Linked DNA regions of Oryctolagus cuniculus: region 1 is linked to region 2. The links are chromatin contacts, called in public Micro-C maps. All regions are on one chromosome and are shown on one strand. Each heading gives the region's core, a stretch centred on a gene start, on an enhancer-like site or on the middle of the called end of the contact. The rest is flanking DNA. Distances are from core to core; before and after follow the strand shown. Region 1 holds the start of AHDC1 (AT-hook DNA binding motif containing 1). Region 2 has its middle 22 kb from the start of FGR.

What was found. Hi-C and Micro-C count contacts between places; a contact is called where the count stands out from the background.
Region 1: a Micro-C map of ear pinna shows a contact between it and region 2, with 2.5 times the contacts expected there. The contact joins the promoter of AHDC1 here to the enhancer-like site in region 2. A contact is called at or near these places in 5 of 6 Hi-C or Micro-C datasets (ear pinna, embryonic fibroblasts, psoas muscle and 2 more).

The regions. Positions count from the first base shown.
Region 1 is chr7:143,968,589-143,973,495 of mOryCun1.1, reverse strand. AHDC1 (AT-hook DNA binding motif containing 1) reads right to left here and starts at 2,583. Exons shown (of 7, transcript XM_070079004.1): 1 at 2,529-2,583; 2 at 1,798-1,895.
Region 2 is chr7:143,919,028-143,923,985 of mOryCun1.1, reverse strand. No RefSeq gene overlaps it. Among named protein-coding and RNA genes, the nearest start is that of FGR, 22 kb to the left of the region's middle. Within about 2 kb of position 3,080, at least 4 of the 8 cell types and tissues checked have an H3K27ac peak or open chromatin away from gene starts, as enhancers often do. A contact at or near this core is called in ear pinna, where this site is marked.

The sequences.
Region 1 (4,907 bases), core at 1,334-3,833, 50 kb before region 2:
AGTCCCCCACAGGTCACCACCACAGCCCGGCCCACCTGCCCCCCCCCCCAAGTCGGGGTGGGGGATAGTAGGATGGACAGACTAGTCAGCTTTCACTCACAGCCCCAGCTCACACACACCGGGCCACACGGAACAGGAACAAGCCAACAATAGAAACACCCCAGATGCCCCCGGCGGGACTCTGCCCAGGCCCAGGCACATGCCCCCGCCCTGCCAGCGGCGGCGGCGGCGGCAGCAGCAGCAGCAGCAGCGGACAAAATGTGGCCACCCTGACCCGGAGGCAAAGCTTGTCCTCACACCCTGAGCTCAGCCTAGGGAGCCGGGGCCAAGTCCCGCCTGACACCAACTGGTCCGGCGGGAAACGCCTGCCGGGCCAGACAGGCACGGGCCCCCCAAGGGTCGCTCCTTGTGCTCAGGGACCAGGCTGGTGCAGCCCAGCCCTGCCTCCCAGGGTGACGCCTGGGCCCAAATTCAGCTGGCCCTGCCAGTCAGGCACTGGTGCAGAACCAAGGGCACCAGGCTCAGCCCCTCCCAGCCCAGCCCCAGGGCCCCCAAGCTGGGAGGGAGGGGAGCCTCCCCACCCCTCCACATCTGGCCCTGGCCCCCAGGGTCTGCGGTAGAGAATTCCCGCCCCCGCCCCCGCTTCTCTCTCTCCTCTCTCTCTCTCTCTCCCTCCTCCCGCTCTGTGCCCGCTGCCCGCCTCAGGGACAGCCCCAGATCCCGCCTCCGGCCAGCAAGGCCCACATCCTTCCTCCCTCAGCTGGCCCCTTCGCCTGGCAGGAGGCTGGGGGGTCAGGCTGCTGGGGAACCCCCCCCAGCTCCCATCAGTCCTCATCCCCAGCCCCCGAACTCTGGGTTGCTGTCCCTTTTCCTGTAGAACAGGAAACAAGGTTATTTCCTAGACTGAGAGCCAGCCCCCTGCCCCTCTGGCTCTGCCCGGGGACCCAGACCCAGTAGGGGAAGGCGCCCACAGCCAGAAAGCACGGAGAGTCAGCAGTTCACCCCCAGCTCCCGGCCCAGGGGGCTGACAGCTGTCACTCAGCACCCCACCCCCTGGGGAAGAGGGGGCCGATTCAATCAGAGCCCCAGAGGAAACGCATTGATAGGCGATTATTTATTTATTTATGCAAAAGTGAGCCGACTTTGTTCGCCAGGTAACCGGGCACGCGGCCCAACCCCTCCGGTCCTGGCCGCCCCCAAATCCCTCCTCCGCCCCACACCCCCTCCGGGTCATTAGGTCCCCGCCCCTCAACTCCCAGAGCGCCAGTGGAACCTTGGGATTTGGGGGTTGGAGGGGAGGGGCTCCTCCCTCCGCAGTCTCCCCTTTTCCCAGCGCCGATCCTAAAATCCAGCCTTGTTCTCCGCTCCCACGGTCCCCCTTCATGCCCCCCCCCCCACATTCTCAGCAAGCTGGAGAGCAAATTGCAGTTTTAAATCCAAAGGCGGAGGGAGGGGGAAGGAGGAGGGGGCGCGCGGCAGCGCTGGGCGCGCACCTCGCCCCCGAGCCGGGGGAGCCGCGGGGCGGCCAGGAAACCCGAGAACCCCCCCTCTCCGCCCCCCCTCCCCGTCCACCTCCCCCTCCCCCTTCCCGGCGCTGCCTGCCAGGCTTCGAGCCGAGCCCAGCCGAGCCGCGGGCCCCGGTGGAAACAAAGACCGATCGCACCGCGGGCACCGCAGCCACGGGGTCCGGCGGACCGGACCGGGGGGCGCGGGGGCCCCCCCTGGTGCGCTGCACAAAAGAGCCCAGCCGGCCGGTCCCCAGCGGGGGTCTGGGGCTGGGGAGGAGGCGCCACTCACCGGAGTGCAGGGCTGCCGGCTCCGTGGGTCCGAGCCAGGCGAGGGGCTTTGGGGGGCGTCTGTCTTCCGGCGGCGGCAGCGACGCGGGCGCCCGGCTGCTGGGGAGAGGAGTCGCGGAGGAGCCCTGAGCCGCCCGCCGTCGCTGACAGCATGGCTCGCGCCTCGGCTCACATTCTCCGCCGCTAACTCCGCTGGACACGGCCCCCGCGTCCGCGGCGCCCCCCGCCTCGTCGCTCCTGGCTCTCGCGGCGCCCCTCGCTCCCCCCGCTGCGCACACACTCGGTCGGCCCTGGACACCCCCGCCCCACCCCCCCAAGCGCAAACCTGGGAGGGAACGCGCCCCGCGCAGTCCGCCTGCTCCTCCTCCTCCGCCCTCCGCCCTCCCGCGCTCCCCGGCTGTCTGTCTGTCCCTCTGCCTGTCTCCCCTCCGCGCTCGCTCTGCCTTTCTCTGCTCCCCGAGCTGGGTGGGAAAAGGAAATGAGGACAGAAAGCAGACGCTGGCTTTGGGTGGTGGTAGCTGGATTCCCTCTCTCCCTCCCTCCCCCTCCTCCCTCCCTCCTCCTGCCTTCTGCTCGCTCCGCCGCGAGCGGGTGGCTCGCTCTGCCCGCCCGCCTGTCTGTCTGTCTGGTCCGCCTCGCTAGCTCCCTCCCTCCGTCTCTCGCCCTCGCCCTGCCTGCCTGCCGCTCTCCGTCTCCGCCGCCGCCGCCGCTGCCTCTGCGAGCTCTCCTTACCTTCGCCGCTCACCATCCGGAACCCCAGGGGGGAGCGCGCGCGCGGCACGCCGGGACTTGTAGTCCCCGCCCCGGCCGCTCGGCGCGCGCGGCGGGCGGGGCGAGCGGCTGCTCCGACGGCGCGGCCGCGGCGCGCGGGGACAGTGCGCGCAGGGGCCTGGGGCCGCGGAGCCGGCGGTGGCCGACGGGCCGGGGTGCTTCCCGCGGCCTCTGGGCCCCGTGTTGGGCGCTGTGGCTAGGGCGGAGGCTGCGGGTGGGAGTGAAGGGGGCGGGGCCTGAGAATGGAATGGGAGTGGAACGGGGAGTCGGGGCGGGGCGGGGGGTGCCGATTAGCCAGCGGGGCTGCGACTTGCCGGGGTGTCCCGATTAGAAGGGAGGGGCAGAGGAGAGAAGCGGTTCTTCAATTTGGGGGCGCTCTCCCTTTCTAAAAAGGTCTCCCGTGGCGTACTTTAGCGCGAGCCAGCGAGCCCCGTCCCCTGCACCAGCGACCCCTCCTCTCCGTCTATCTCTGAGCTCCCACACCTCGTTTTCCTGGACGTCCGAGGGCGGCGAGAGCGCTGAAGTCCTGGGTACCCCACAGACAGCCCCACGCGGAAGCAGGATTCAGATTCCACAGCTCTGAGCTCCTGCTGCGCCCGGGGCTGGGCTCAGCACTTTCACCTACCTCCTCTTCAGGTCACATCTGTTCTGCAGCCCCTGGCTGCGGGCCCCCTGCCTGGCCTGACCCACAGATGGGAATGTGCTCGGCCCAGGGCCTGTCGCGGCTGGACGGCCCCGGAAGAACTGCCGCAGGCACCGCGGGCCCCTGCGTCCTGCTACAGCCCGGCGAAATTGTGCTGTGGCTGTGGTCCCCTCCTCCATGCGCTGTGCCTGGCTTCTCTCCGTGCCGTGCTTCTGTGTGCCCTTCCCGGCGCTTCCGTTCAGCAAATGTTAACTGAGGTCCGCCGGGCACAGGCGTCCAGAGGTCCTGCAGGTCCCACCTCCTCCCAGCGGCTGCCCCGGTCTGCACTTCCTCCAACAATGTCTTTGTTCTCAGCCCACCTGTCCCTCACTCCTTTCGCCTGGTCACCATCTTCTCCACACCTGCACTCCTCCCAAGCCCCTCATATTCAACAATCTGGAACCCCCAGAGGGCAAAATAGAGGATGGGGGTGGGAAGTGAAGGGGCTCTTGTTGTGGGGGGAGCTGTGGCAGTGACAGGAGCAGTCTAGGATTCCAACCAGTGCACCCCTCGACTTGCCAGCGTGGCTGCCGTGCCCGGCTGGCTCCATCCGGGAGCAGCTTCTCGCAGACAAGCTAGCCCCTGCACTCAAAGCTGTCCTCCTGGAACGGGGAGCAGTGAGTGGCCAGATAGTGACAAAAGCAGGTCAATGTCATTGGAAGCCCTTTGCAGCTCCATCGCCTGACTCGAGTTCTTACCAGTAGATGAGACTTTGGCATTTCGCCTTAGCTGGCCCTACACAGGACAGAGCCTGGCACCGGGGCGGGTGCGGGAAGCTTGGGTTCCTCTCTTACCCACCCCTACTCCCCGCCCATTAGGCCTGGCCCGCCCGCCCCAGCAGTGAGGACCTGACTCCGTCTAATTCAAGTTTTGGGAGGCAGTGAGATGGGATAAGCCAATACAGGATGGCTTCCGGGAGGTATGGCGTCCAGGTTATTTGGGATGAAGGTGAGTTTGGGAAAGGCACGGGAGGGGCCAGCTCCACAAATGAGAGGGGAATAGAAGTTTAGGGTTTTTCAAGCATGCCCCTCCCACCCCCTCCCCCTTGCTGGTCACCTGCCCCGTCCCCGGAATATATGGGTGCCGTTAGCCCCCAAGTTGTTGACTGGCACTGGGAACCAAGCCCTGTAGAGGTTCCCTGTTACTTGGGGGCTGGTCTTTCTCCCCCAGCCTCTTCAAATTGCTTTTGGGGTCTCCCCAAACTCCAGCCGAGTCTTCTTGTGGACTGCTGCTGCCACCTACTGTCTAATGTCTGCATCTGCGGGCCAGCAGGGCGGCTGGGAAGGCAGGATCCTGAAAGGCGACTGACTGCAGGGAGGGGACCCGGATTCTAGAAGAGCCTGCATCAGCCCTTTCTGGGCTTAGCCGGCTCCAACCACTTCTGCGTCATGGGACGCAGCAGGTGGTAGAGCCAGATCCGGGGAAGTATCCGTGAGAGCCGCGAGATAAACTTGTGGGGCCCCCGGCTTTGGAGACCGCACAGGCGAGGAGCCAGGCAGACCTGCTCTTGAACCCGCTGTTGCTGCTGGTTCCTTCACCTCAGTCTGGGTCTCCCCGCGTGGAAGATGGGGGCGGAGCTGCGGAGACTAACTGAGCACATGGACGTGACCGCACTTTGAAAACCAGCAAGGGCATGAGGAGGAAACATTGAGTCATAA
Region 2 (4,958 bases), core at 1,831-4,330:
TGCGCCATGCACCTCAGACAAGGTACACGTCTTGTCCGGGCTTCAGTCCAGGAAACCCCTTGGGCACTGGGCAGGGTGATGAGGAGCTGGAGGCCCTCTCAGGGCACCTGGAGAGGGCTGCTTCAAGACAGGCACTCCTGGGGCCGGCACTGTGGCGTGGCAGGTAAAGCCGCCGCCTGCAGTCCTGGCTGCTCCACTTCCCATCCAGCTCTCTGCTATGGCCTGGGAAAGCAGTAGAAGATGGCCCAAGTCCTTGGGCCCCTGCACCCTCGTGAGAGACCAAGAAGAAGCTCCTGGCTTCGAATCAGCACAACTCTGGCCATTGCGGCCATTTGGGGAGTGAACCAGTGGATGGAAACCACCCCCCCTTGTTTGCCTCTGTGTAACTCTGACTTTCAAATAAATAAATAAATCGTAAAAAAAAAAAAAAAAAAAAAAAAAAAAAGACAGGCACTCCTGTCTCCGCAGCTCTGTGAGCAGAGACTGGCCAGGCTTCGAGTAGAGGGTCACCCACCCCTTCCTTCAATGAAGCCCTGTTGCAAATGGACTTTGGGCCAGCCAGACCTGTGCCCATGGTTGTCATGGGTGGGCAAAGTGACAAGGCATCCTTACCCTCCCGTAAATAATGCCAAGAAAGCGTGTGCTGGCCACGGAGCCTCTTTGTTGGGTCTGAGAAAGCAGCACGTGCAAAGGCCAGAGACAGGCAAGGCAGGTATCTTCAAGGTCAAAGTTCAGCATGGACAGAGGGGAGGAAGGAGGCGTGGCTGAGGTCGGGAGGTACTCCGGGTCCTCACCTGCACAGGGACCCATCTTAGGGGTCAGAATCCATCTTCTCATCAAAGGGACAAGATTAAGGAATTAGCCAGGTGCGAGGTGAGGTGACCACGGGGCAGGGTAGGCGTGGTCCCAACAGGGGGAATTGTGTGTGCAGACACAGGCAGAGGGGAAAGAGAGCTTTGGGCAGCTCTGTCTGACTAGAGCCCGGCCACGAGAGGAGAGGAGGCTTGGCAGAGCGTGGAGACACAGCCATGGCCTGGGGGGTCTCGCTGAGGGGCCACGGCCCGGAGAGTGACCCACGCTCGCTCGGAAGGAATGAAGAAAGCTCTCCCTGGATGTTCCTGGTAGCTTTGGGAACCGCATGGAGGAAAGGCCTGTATTTCCCGGGAAGAAAAGTCCTTGTCAAGGTCCCTGCAGGTGCCTAAAGGTCCACCAGTGAGGATCAGACCCGCCTCAACCTTTAACCCCCATGCCCTGAATCTATAAAAGGAGCTCTCCCAATCTCCGATGTGCGACTTCCCCGGCCCCCCGCTCTGTTGCTCTGTTGGGGCCAGGGACCCTCGCCCGGGAGCGGAACCCCAATAAAAGCCTGTGAATTAATTGATTCGTCTGCCTGGGAAGATCTGTTACGCGCCGGACACCTTGCAGTTCCTTCTTACTTCCCAGCACCATGCGTTGTTTTCTTTTCTTTTCTTTTTTTTTTTTTTTCATTTGACAGGCAGAGACAGAGTGAGATTATCTTCCATCTCCCCAAACGCCCACAACAGCCAGGGGTGGGTCATGCTGAAGCCAGGAGCCTGGACCTCCACTAGGTCTCCCGTGTGATTGGCAGGGACCCAAGCACTTGGGCCATCACTGCTGCCTCTCAGGGTGTGCATTACAGGAACGGAGGAGGGGCTGGCACCTCACTGCCTGCAGTGTCAGCAAACCACCTGGACAGTGGTTCGAGTCCCGGCTGCTCCACTTCTGATCCGGCTCCCTGGTCATGTGCCTGGGAAAGCAGCAGCAGATGACCCAAGTCCTTGGGCCCCTGCACCCACGTGGGAGACCCAGATGGACTTCTAGGCTCCCTGCTTCTGCCTGGCCCAGACCCAGCCTTTGTCCCCATTCGGAGAGTGAACCAGCGAATGGAAGATCTTGGCTCCTCTCTGTGTCTCTGCTCCTCTCTGTAACTCGGACTTTCAAATAAATAGATAAATCTTAAAAAAAAAAAAAAATCGCTGCCGATCCTAAGACCCAAAGCGCCGTTGGAGAGCCCAGCCGGCTTAAACACTTGCTTATTAGCGCCATCTCGGAGACTGGAAGCTTCCAGTCAGAGGAACCTCAGGGAAGCCCAGTGCCCAGGCTGCAGGACCCAGAGCTGGGGGATGGGAGCCTGTGGGCAAAATAAAAAGGGGAGGGGGAACTGCCGAAAGTACAAAGTGCAGCCCTCGCCCCCGCCCCGCAGGACCCCAGGAGTGACTCTGGAGGTCTTAGCCTCGAGGAAGGGCGATTCTCACAGCCTAGGCCCCCAAGCTTCAACCCCCATGGCCCTAGGTCACGGGGCAAAGCACTGGCAGGGCAGGATCAGCGTCGGAGGGCAAGAGCCCCGCACCCCCGAGCCGGGCCGCGCCGCGCCGCAGGTGCAGCGCCGGGCGTTCCACACATCGCCTCATCACAGAGGAGCGGACTGGGCTCCGGAGGGCGGCCTCCGGCTCAGCGCCAACAGGCTCGGGCTGAGGACCCAGGACCAACAGACACCGCCCCACACCTCTCTGAGGTGTCGGGCAGAGGGGCGGGACGGGTGGGGCTGCTTCTGGGACTTTCCTCGCTGAGCTCAGAGCCCCCGAAATAGCCGCTCGCTCCGCCCGCCCGCGGTGGGGAGCCCTGCGGCCGCAGCGTACGGCCCCTCCGAGGGCCCACTTCCGCCTCGCCGGCTCCCGGAGGGCGGCCCCGGGCGACGCCGGCGCACTGAAGCCGGCGCGGCTACGCGGTGGCTGGGCCGCACTCCCGGGCTCTCCCGCGGTCTCCGCTTCGACGCCAGCAGCGAGGGCGGTGGCCGGCGCCGCCTCGCGCCCACCAATCAGCACGCGAAGGCTGGCTCCGGACACGCCCCCTCGGCGACGTCACGCAGCCGGGCCCCGGGAGCCCCGCCCAGTGGCCTTGCCTGGGAAAGGGGACAGGGACCGGGGTGGTGGTGGGGGCTCTGGGAGGGTGGACGCTCCCTTGTCCGTGGCGCACGCTGTAGCCGCTCTAGAGCACAGGGACTCCTACTGTGTCAGTGTTTTTGTTCGCTCGGTCACCCACCTCCCAGCTCTCCCTCCAGCCATCCATCCGCTCAGCCGAGGTGGTTGGGCGCCCCCTGGCGGCGGCCGCTGGGCTTGGAGCCGGGGGAAAGCCATGTGGTCAGCCTTGAACCCTGCGCTTGTCCTCAGGGGGCCCTGAGCGGAGCCAGGAAACCCGACAGTAGTGCATTCTCACCCCGGTCAGCTCCAGGGTGGGGAGGGCCAGCGGTCTGGGCGTCCAGTGTCCCTAGAGAAGTTTCCCTGACCAGGCTCCCGAGGGTGCCTTCCAGGGTGCCTAGGAGTTTGTGCCAAGGCGCTGAGGTTGGCAGGCGCGGGAAGTGAAGAAGGGCTGGCCGGCTGGCAAAGACACACGATGAGACGGGCTCTGAGGTTTGCAGTGATTGGATGGGTCCAGACCTCGAAGGCCTGGGCAAGGCAGCAGGCTTTGGTTCCAAGTGTGATGGGCAGCCGCTGCGTACTGTGTGTGTGTTTGAAGATGTCTGTGTTTAGTTGAAATGGGGAAAGAGAGAGGGGGGGGGGGAGAGAGAGAGAGATACATCTTCCATCCACTGGTTCACTCCCCAAATGCCTACGACAGCCAGGGCTGGGCCAGGCCAAAGCCAGGAGCCAGCAACTCCATCTGGGTCTCCCACGTGGGTGGCAGGAACCCAGGTACTTGGGTCATGCTCCATTGCTTTCCCAGGTGTGCACTAGCAGGAAGCTGGATCAGAGGCAGAGCAGCTGGGACTCAAGCTGGGCACCCTGACGGGGATGCGGGCATCCCAGGCTGCGGCTTGACCTGCTGGGCCACGTGGGTCTCCCCACTCTGCATGGAGAGCAGACAAGCGTGGACACTCGGAGACCTCTGGGCCTCAGGGCAGAGAGCCAGATGAGACGGGCGCTCCCCAGGCAGAGGGATGTGAGCATGCTCCGGAAATACTGGGAGGGCACAGTGCAGGGGCTGGACAGCGGGGGGACTGACGAGTGAGTGGGCAGGGGCTAAGCCATTCATCCGGGGGTCAGCACTTACGCAGGCTCCGCAGAGGCAGACTCCAACCCTGGCTTCAGGTCCTGGCCCTGTCATTTGCTGCCTGTTCACCTTCGGAAGTTATTATTTGGCCTCTGTGTGCCTTGATTTCTCGATCTGTAAAGTGGGGGTCCCCGAGGATTGCTGTGAGGGTTAAGTGAGCACATATAGGTACAGTCTTGCATCTGGGGGTTCACAGGTGGCTCTGAGTCCGGGACCTTGGACTTGATTACGGGGTGAGCAGGCCTCTGTTTCTCACTGGCCTTATACAAGAACTAAAACACAGCGGTGTGTTAGAGCAGTGCTTCCCACACTGGTCTCACCTTAGAATCGCCTGGGTTGCTTTGTTTTGAATTCCAAAGCCCAGGCTGAACACAAGACAATTTAATCATAGCCCAGGTTTTTTTTTTTTTACATTGATTTATTTGAAAGGTGGAGAGAAAGAGAGAGAGAGAGAGAGAGAGAGAGGTGTTTTCCATCCACTGGTTCACTCCTCAGATGGCCACAATGGCCAGAGCCATGGCCATGGTGATCTGAAGCCAGCAGCCAGAGGCTTCTTCTGGGTCTTGCGCCATCTTCCACCGCTTTCCCAGGCCACAGCAGAGAGCTGGATTGGAAGTGGAGCAGCCAGGACTTGAACCGGCGCCCATGTGGGATGCTGGCACTGCAGGTGGTGGCTTTGCCCGCTACCCCACAGCACCGGCCCCAACAACAGCCCATGTAATCGTGGGGGTGACTCCCAGGTGTCAGTATGCTTGAAACCCCTCTCCCCTGAGGTGATTCCAGGTGCAGACGTGTTTGGGAGTCTGCTGTGGAAACACGGGGGCTTCTTTAAAGTAGGTGGTCAGGGAGGGCTTCCTGGAGGAGGTGACACTTGAGATCACAGAGTG